Regions from separate parts of the Macaca mulatta genome. Here region 1 is linked to region 2. Evidence: chromatin contacts called from public Hi-C data. All regions are on one chromosome and are shown on one strand. The core of a region is the stretch at or near the end of the contact, and the rest is flanking DNA. Distances in the headings are between cores, read along the strand shown. Region 1 holds the start of STK17A (serine/threonine kinase 17a). Region 2 overlaps COA1 (cytochrome c oxidase assembly factor 1).

The links. Hi-C and Micro-C count contacts between places; a contact is called where the count stands out from the background.
Region 1: a contact with region 2 is called in a Hi-C map of fetal cortex germinal zone, with 2.2 times the contacts expected there. The contact joins the promoter of STK17A here to the enhancer-like site in region 2. A contact is called at or near these places in 5 of 14 Hi-C or Micro-C datasets (CD4 T cells, blood, cortical neurons and 2 more).

Annotation. Positions count from the first base shown.
Region 1 is chr3:84,774,095-84,778,073 of T2T-MMU8v2.0, reverse strand. STK17A (serine/threonine kinase 17a) reads left to right here and starts at 1,355. Exons shown (of 7, transcript XM_001095883.5): 1 at 1,355-1,694. The coding sequence starts at 1,489.
Region 2 is chr3:84,714,851-84,719,073 of T2T-MMU8v2.0, reverse strand. COA1 (cytochrome c oxidase assembly factor 1) reads right to left here. Exons shown (of 6, transcript NM_001265636.2): 5 at 2,665-2,741; 6 at 1,379-1,776. The coding sequence ends at 1,677. Among named protein-coding and RNA genes, the nearest start is that of STK17A, 60 kb to the left of the region's middle. Within about 2 kb of position 2,168, at least 7 of the 40 cell types and tissues checked have an H3K27ac peak or open chromatin away from gene starts, as enhancers often do. A contact at or near this core is called in fetal cortex germinal zone, where this site is marked.

The DNA of each region.
Region 1 (3,979 bases), core at 106-2,605, 60 kb before region 2:
TTTTTGAGACGGAGTCTCGCTCTGTTGCCCAGGCTGGAGTGCAGTGGCGCCATCTCGGCTCACTGCAAGCTCCGCTTCCCGGGTTCACGCCATTCTCCCGCCTCAGCCTCCCGAGTAGCTGGGACTACAGGCGCCCGCCATCACGCCCGGCTAATTTTTTGTATTTTTAGTAGAGACGGGGTTTCACCGTGTTAACCAGGGTGGTCTCGATCTCCTGACCTCATGATCCGCCTGCCTTGGCCTCCCTAAGTGGTGGGATTACAGGCGTGAGCCACCGCGCCCGGCCTGGTTTCGATTTTTAAAAGATCACTCTCATTGCCTTGAAAATGAACTATGCGGCATTAGGGAGGAAGAAGGATGGAAGCAGGTGGTCCAGTTAGTAAACTATCACAGTAATCCAGATAAGAGATAACGGTGGCTCAGGCCATGGTGGTAAGGTGGAAATAGAGAGAAATGATCAAATGCCGCATTGACAAACTGCAGATGGGCATGAGAGAGGAGTCAATGCTCATCCCAAGATTTTTGGCCTGAAGAGTTAGAAGGAAGGAGATGAAGAAAACTGAGACGGGGAAAGCTGGGTAGGAGTGCATTCATGAAGACCAATCAGGAACTCACTTTTGTGTATGTTAAGCCTGAGATGCTAATTTGACATCTAAGTGGAGATGCCAAATGCATAGTTGAATACACCATTCTGAAGTTCAGGAAATATTTGAAAGCTAGAGATACAAATTCTGTAGTCATGAGCATATAGATGGTAATTAAAGTCGTAAGACTGGATGAGAAGACCTCTAAAGTAAATATAGGGACGACTACAGACGATATAATAGTGTCTATTTCAAAGGGCTGGCGTGCAGGGTTAATAATATTTATACAACTCCTGCCTCCAGACCCCTCCCCCAGTGTACGGAGATCAGGGTCTCATCACCCCTTCCCACCACGTGAAGTCCCGCTTACAGCTCAAATGCCTTTTATTAACCGAAGGTCAGCTTTTGTGACTCAGATGCTCAACAGGTGCACAACTCTGCTAACGCAGTAGGCAGTCCTGGCCAAAGGGTGGTGCTGTGAGTCGCCTCCAGCCTCCGGGCCGTCCTGAAAGCTGCACCTTCTCCCCCCGAGCTGCAGAGGGCGCGCGTGAGGCATCGGGCGCTCAGGACCCCGCAGGAGCTCAGCGAGGGGGCGGGGCAGCCACGGAGTGAGGCTTGGACGGGGAGGGGCGGGGTTAGGTGCGGGGCGGACGTGGGGTGGGGTTGGCCGGGGCCAAAAGCAGGGCGCAGGGCAGGCGCGGGATGGTCACGGGGCGGGGCCAGGCGCGGGGCCATGGGCGGGGCCGAGCTGCCGGTAGCCTGCCTGCCGCAGTCCGAGCGCCGCGCTGGGGAGAGCGGGTGTTTGAAGGCTCCGCGGACCGGCACTAGGAGCCGGGGGCGGGTCCGTGACCCTCCGGCTTCTCAGAGCGAACAGGCGGCCAGGAAAGAAGCGGGCCTGAACACCATGATCCCTCTGGAGAAGCCGGGCAGCGGCAGCTCCTCCCCAGCCGCCACCTCAGGCTCGGGCCGGGCCGGCCGGGGTCTGAGCGTGCCGTGCCGGCCGCCGCCGCCGCCACAGGCCCGCGGGCTGCTGACAGAGATCCGCGCCGCGGTGCGCACCGAGCCCTTCCAGGACAGCTACAGCCTGTGCCCGGGCCGGGAGCTGGGCAGGTGAGGACGGGCGGGGCCCGGCGCGGAACCTTTCCGGACGCGCGGGGCGGGACGCTGGCGCCGATAAGCGCCGGGGCCCCGGCGGCGAGCCTGAGGTGGCGTTGCTGCTGCCGATAACGCGCTTTGTGACTTGGCACGAACTTGGGTGCTGACGGCGAGTAGGGCAGCCGAGTCGCACCAGCGCCTCCCCACCCCCACCACGCGCCGCGCCCAGCGAGCGAGTGATGGTAACTCGATGGCGGTCCCGGAGGCGCGGACACTTTCCTCTCCTCAGCCCTTTGGTTCTCTGTGGCGTTTCGAATGGCGATTTAACGAGAGAAGGTGCGGACCGCGCTCTGCTTTTCACCCCGAGCAGCGGGTCTGAAAACCAGAGGTCTGTGGAGCCGGCTTTGCTTTTTTCCTTCAACTCTTGCGACTTTCTTGGTCTCTCTGTGTGGTTTTAATAAAATACAGCATCCGTTGTGACAGCTTCCTTTGCACCGGTGCTCTGTTACCTTGTGTCGGTCTTCTGCTGAATTCATTTTCGTTTTCTTGGTTGGTTTTGTGCCTTTTTAGTTCTAAAATATTTAGGTCCCTTTGCCTCGAGTTAGATTGGTTTCTTTCGTAGGCGCTTGGCCCTTTTCTCGCTCTTTTTACTTTGCTGGGAACCGATTCTTCCCTTCTCCCCTCACCCTACCCTAGCCCACCGTTTTTTTTTGTGGGAATAGGGAGAGCTTGTCTCCGAAGTTGCAAGTGCAGGCTATTCGGATGCTTTACATTTTGCATGCTGAAGAGGGGTGATCGAGTGATTTTTGTGGGATTTGGGGACTCTTCCTTGAGAACAGCTTGGGGAAGTTGTTAAATTCTCTGGCTTTGGGGGCAGACTTGAGTTCATATTCGTGCCCTGGTTGCTGTGTTTTCCTCTGGAGGGGTTAGACTCCCCAGCCTCACTTTCCTCATCCGTAAAATCAGTATAATGATGACACTACCTACCTCAGAGGTGTCCTGAAGATGCCATGCCTGTCAAGCGCATACCACTGGGCTTGCCACATGGCGTTCAGTAAATGTTCTCATTATTGCCAGCATTTGTCATGGTTGCAAAATAGCACCATGTTGTAATGGGAAAGGGCCTGACAGTTGGAACAGCCTTCAGCTGGGGTCTTGAAAAGGCAAACAATGTAACATTGGTTGTAATGTTAAAAACACACTGCCTTACACATATTAAGGTAACTTTTGGAAATAGTTTTTGGGGGGGGCGGGGTAGGGAGTGTGGAATCCTACCTTAACAAAGTCTTACTTATTCCTAAATGTTAACAAAAGGAAAAATACCTTTCAGGAGCAAGATTTACTTCACTGCTAGGCCCTAGTTGACTGGATCTGTGCATACTTTAATTGTGACAAAAGGTGAAGGGAACTATGACTTAGCTGTGTATTCTAATTTGTCGACATTCCAAACATTCTGAAGTAACCCATATTACCCGAAAGAAGGAAAACTGGACGGGCACAGTGGCTCACGCCCGTAATCCCAGCATTTTGGGAGACTCAGGCGAATGGATCACCTGAGGTCAGGAGTTCGAGACCAGCCTGGCCAATGTGGTGAAACCCCGTCTCTGCTAGAAATACAAAAATTAGCTGGGCGTGGTGGTACATACCTTTTCTTACATAAATTTCTTTACAAAAGGAGTAGGTCATAAAGCAGCATAACAATGCAATTATTAGATAAATACTTGATATAAGAGCCTGGAACTGAAAAATAAAATTAAATCTATTCTTTTCCTTGTGGCACCCTTTTTTATCGCATAGCAGTTTAATGCAGTGCTTAAGAATATTGGCTTTGGAGTCAGACAGTGTGAGATTGAATCTTGGCTCTTACTAGTTATGTGGACTTGAGTGCATTACCTAACCGCTTATTGCCTCATAGGGTTGGTGAGAGAATTAAGTAAAACACATAGCCTTAAGGCTGTGCTTAGCTTAAGGGAAGCACTCAGTAAATGTAATTCATAGTGTAATTCAATAAACGTTATTATTTTAAATGTAACCAAAAAAGAAAACCTGCACAATCTCAAAATTTGCCTCTATTTCTGTCAAAAGTAATGAAGTCTCAGGAAGTGAAAGTTCTGTTTGTGCTATAAGCAGTCCTTATTTAAGGTTTATAAATTTTGCCTGTATTTATGGTTTTAACATATAGTTAAGTGTGTTTTTGCTTGATCTTTGATAAGGTAGAAAACTTATTTTTCCAACTATTAACTCTGGTTGCATTTCTGATATAACTCTAATTAATCTCATTCTGATAAAGAACTTGCAGA
Region 2 (4,223 bases), core at 919-3,418:
CAAAGAAACAAAAAAAATTCAAACACTAAAATGAAGTAGAAGTTGTCAGAGAATAGACAGCAAGCAACACATAAATTCACAACATACACACAATAGAACAGTGTGTAACTTAAAGAGCAAAAGCACAAAACTGTACAGTGCTCTGCCATTTATTTTAAAAGACTGTAGAGATTGGAATATTTATCTAAACACACTGACAAAAGCACTCTCAGGGGGAGACTTTTCACTGTATGATCTACTCAAAGAACACACAAACATGTTTTTAAAGAAACAACTCCAGAATAGAGATAACTTGTAACAACTGAAGACCTCATATTCTACCAGCATGTTTAAGCTCATTTTTTTCTTTTTTTCTGAGAGGCTTCTCTTCACTGAATATTAAGAATGTAGGAAGAGAGCTCATGGCTGTCCTTCATTGCGGACAACACTACAATGGCATTAAGCCTGCTAATGCTAAGAGGGTTAAACTGACCTTTTCAAAGCACAGATACCAGATTTCTGTTTTTGTAGGCTCTGGTGCCCAGAAGGAAGTTCTTTTGCTTTATGTTTCCTTATAAGACTAATAAAACCTAAGGATACGATTATCTAACAAGCAGTTAAGTTGTTTGGAAAGCAGATAGGTAAGAACCTGTTAGCTTTTTCCTTTCCTTCCCTTTTCCTTCTTTTTCTTTCCTTTTTTTTTTTTTTTTTTCCTCTCTCCTGAGACGGAGTTTTGCTCTTGTTGCCCAGGCTGGAGTGCAATGGTGAAATCTTGGCTCACTGCAGCCTCTGCCTCCTGGATTCAAGCAATTCTCCTGCCTCAGCCTCCCAAGTAGCTGGGATTACAGGCACCTGCCACCACACTCAGCTAATTTTTTTGTATTTTCAGTAGAGACGAGATTTCACCATGTTGGCCAGGCCTCCTGACCTCAGGTGATCCGCCTGCCTCGGCCTCCCAAAGTGCTGGGATTATAGGCATGAGCCACCACGCCCAGCCAGATGCTGTTACCTTCAAACTAACTTTCCTAAGTTAACTTTATGTGTATATGTACACACACAAATTTTCTAAGCTTTCAAAATGTTTGGAATAAAAATTATTTTGCAAATCTTCAACTGGGCAGATGGCTGGTATCTGAAATAGAAATAAATGCAAACAAAATATTCCAAAGTGATGGAGAATGTCCACAAGCTACTTAACAACATGAATTCAAGGTACAGTGAAAAACCAAACTGGTCTTCCTCATCATTCTCATGTCAATAATTTAGAAAAAAATCCCTTCAGTACTACTGAGCTTCAGGCTTTGTAATGAAGACTGAAAATTCCAGGGGAAAGGAAGAGGAAGAGAAAGGAAAGAAATGAGAACCAGCAAAGATCAACAAACATTTCATTAATTCTGATTCCTTTTATCATTTGCTTTTTTATACAAAGCACTTTCAAATCAATTATCTTAAATTTGTAATAGGGGTTTCTTTCGGATTCAGTTTAAAAATGACAAATAGCATTCGTTGTGCCCAAGTTGGAATTATACCAAAATTACCATGTGCTGGCACATACAATCATCCCGCTGGTGGCTGGAAAACTGGGTTGCAGGAGTGTCTGCCACTCAGATGGGCCACCACCCCAGTGGGCATATGGTAGAGATGAGGGAAGGAGGGACTAGAAGCACGCTGGGTCTGCTGGGTCTTCTGGGTCGTCTCTACTCCTTTTTCACTTCGTCACCGTTTTCCCCACTGAGCTTGAACACAGGAATCTGCTGACCATCCTTGAGCTCTAAAAAGACCTCGTCAAGGTGCCACCTGAGAGAAACCAGAAGTACAGTATCTCTAATCTATGAACACTGAGGCAACGGCCATAGTCAAAAAAAGGGGTGCAGAAAGCAGTTGTTTTGAATAATGCCTTAAATTTTTGTAAACATTTTGTGTGAGTGCTGTGTCAACACAATTCGTAACATTCTACCATGGGCTCTCATTATTTAACCAGCTTCGACTTCGAGGCAGGCTTAACAATGACAGGCGAATGGAAGGGACACCAGGAAGGAGAAGGAGCAGTTTATTTCTCATTTCCTAATTCACACTGACCTTCAGTTCCTGACATGGAATCCAGTCAGCTCGTGCACTAATCCCAGGCTCAGAGGTCAGTGAGCCCAGGGTGAGCTAGGTGGGCCCGCCTGCTCCTTTTGTCCTTGGGAATTAAAACACAGCCTGGCTAAACAGCAAGCATCTATGAGAGAGGCTTCCCGTGGGGGAAGTGAGTGGATGTAGCTACTGGCAACCAGACAAGCAAAGCCAATTAAGGGGTGGAGAGCTTATGCAAAGAATGTGATGAATAAATTCTGGAACAAGAATCCATGCCCTTTATTCATTTGTAACAATCGAGGCAGTGAAGTGAGAAGCTGTAACATAGCATCAAATTATGACAGACCTAGATCACTATAACTGGAAAGTTTTATGAATTCAACGGCATAAGGAGAGGGCAATTCAGTAGACTGTATGGATAAACTGGACTCAGCTAAGAGCCACAGTACTGGCTTGCTGCCCAGGCCACGAAGCTTTCAGCTTCAAGCTTGAAAAACAGTTCTTCCTATGCCCACAGCAATTTACCAACAAATGAAAACAGAGTCGGGGTTGCTTCCATCAGGAAGTCCTCCTCCCACCCCCCGGACTGCCGTCACCTTCCCAGGATACCTCTGAAAGGGGCCACCTCTGGAGGAGTGGACGTAGAGAAGGCCCTCTGACTTGGATCCAGAGACAGGAATCTTCAACTGTGGTGTAAAATGACAGAAAGGAGAGATGTAATTGGATACATTATTGTCATTTCAGAAGATGATGACAAAATGATGCTTTCTAGAGCTAAGCCTATAAAATCCAGTGATTCTCCACAGAAGTGAGTTGTTTTCTAACAGCCCAGCTGGAGAATCCACTTGATTTTCCAAATGTCCTGCCCCTCTTTGGTTGGCTGGTAAGGTCAATGGCAGTCTTTGCATTTGGCAAGGAGGCCTCCTATGATCCTACTTCCAATGATCGCTCAAAAGTCCACTGTTAAAAAGGAGCAAACTCCTGACACACGCAGCAACATGGATGAGTATCAAAAACACGCCAAGTCAAAGGGCTTTACACAGGAGGAGTATATAACTATTTATTTTAATTTTACAACAGGCTAAACTATGCTGGAAACCTGTTATTTTGATGGATTACAAAGTAATTTTCAAACATCAAAAAAAAAAAAAAAGAAAAGTGACTGCCTCTGGTAGAGCTGGAAGATGTGAGAAGGAACCCACTGGGTAGGAAACGAGGGAATTCAGGTGCTGGGAGCAATCTACATCTAGATAACGGCTTGAGTGACACGACTGGGTGTATTTGTTAAAACTCATCAGAGATAGGACACTTGGATTTGTGCCTTTCACAGACTGTAAATTTTACCTCAAAAAAAAAAAAACCAAAAAACTAGGCACCATAACAAATATTAAACTCCACTTAATGATGTACATGCTTACATGTATAATGTTTGAAAATTACTTTGTAATCCATCAAAATAACACTATAGACTCATGGAAACAGAGCAAAATGCTAACTGTAGAATCCAGGTACCAGCTATAGGTGCTCACAGTATAAATTATTTTATCTTTTTGTACATTTGAAATTTTTCATAATAAAATACCAAAAGAAAATTCACTGTTTTAAAGAGGAACCTATTGCCAGCAAATTGGTACATATTTTGACCTGGACCCTAAAGAACAGGCTTTAAGGAAAATATAATACATGAAGGCTTGTCTGGGAAAGACGACACGGAGTCCTGGGTTTCTCCTTCATCCCCAGCACCACAGGCTGGGTTCGCACCACAGGGTGCTGCCAGGTGCTGCCATGCCCGTGCCCAGGCAGTCGGCCTGACAGCCCCTAAGCACTTGTTTGATTACACTCCAATTTAGAAAAAAAAAAAATAGTGAATGCGATGTTTCTGGTTTCTCACGAAAACCAAAGAAGCTATGAGCCTCGCGAAAGAGACACGCACAGTAATAAGGAAGCCCGTCATGAGACAGGCACCTCCCAGAGTGCCTTCCCGTGTCCTCGGTAATGGCCAAAGATACCTCCCGGAGCGAGGGCGGGGTGGGGGTGGGGGCGGGGAGTATCCCACCCATTCCAAATTGCCACCAAGAGAAGAAACTACTGAGGTACACATTTGTGCTTTCCAAAACTCTTTCTTTCCTTTAAACACACCTGAAGGAAGGCACAGGATTTGGAACATG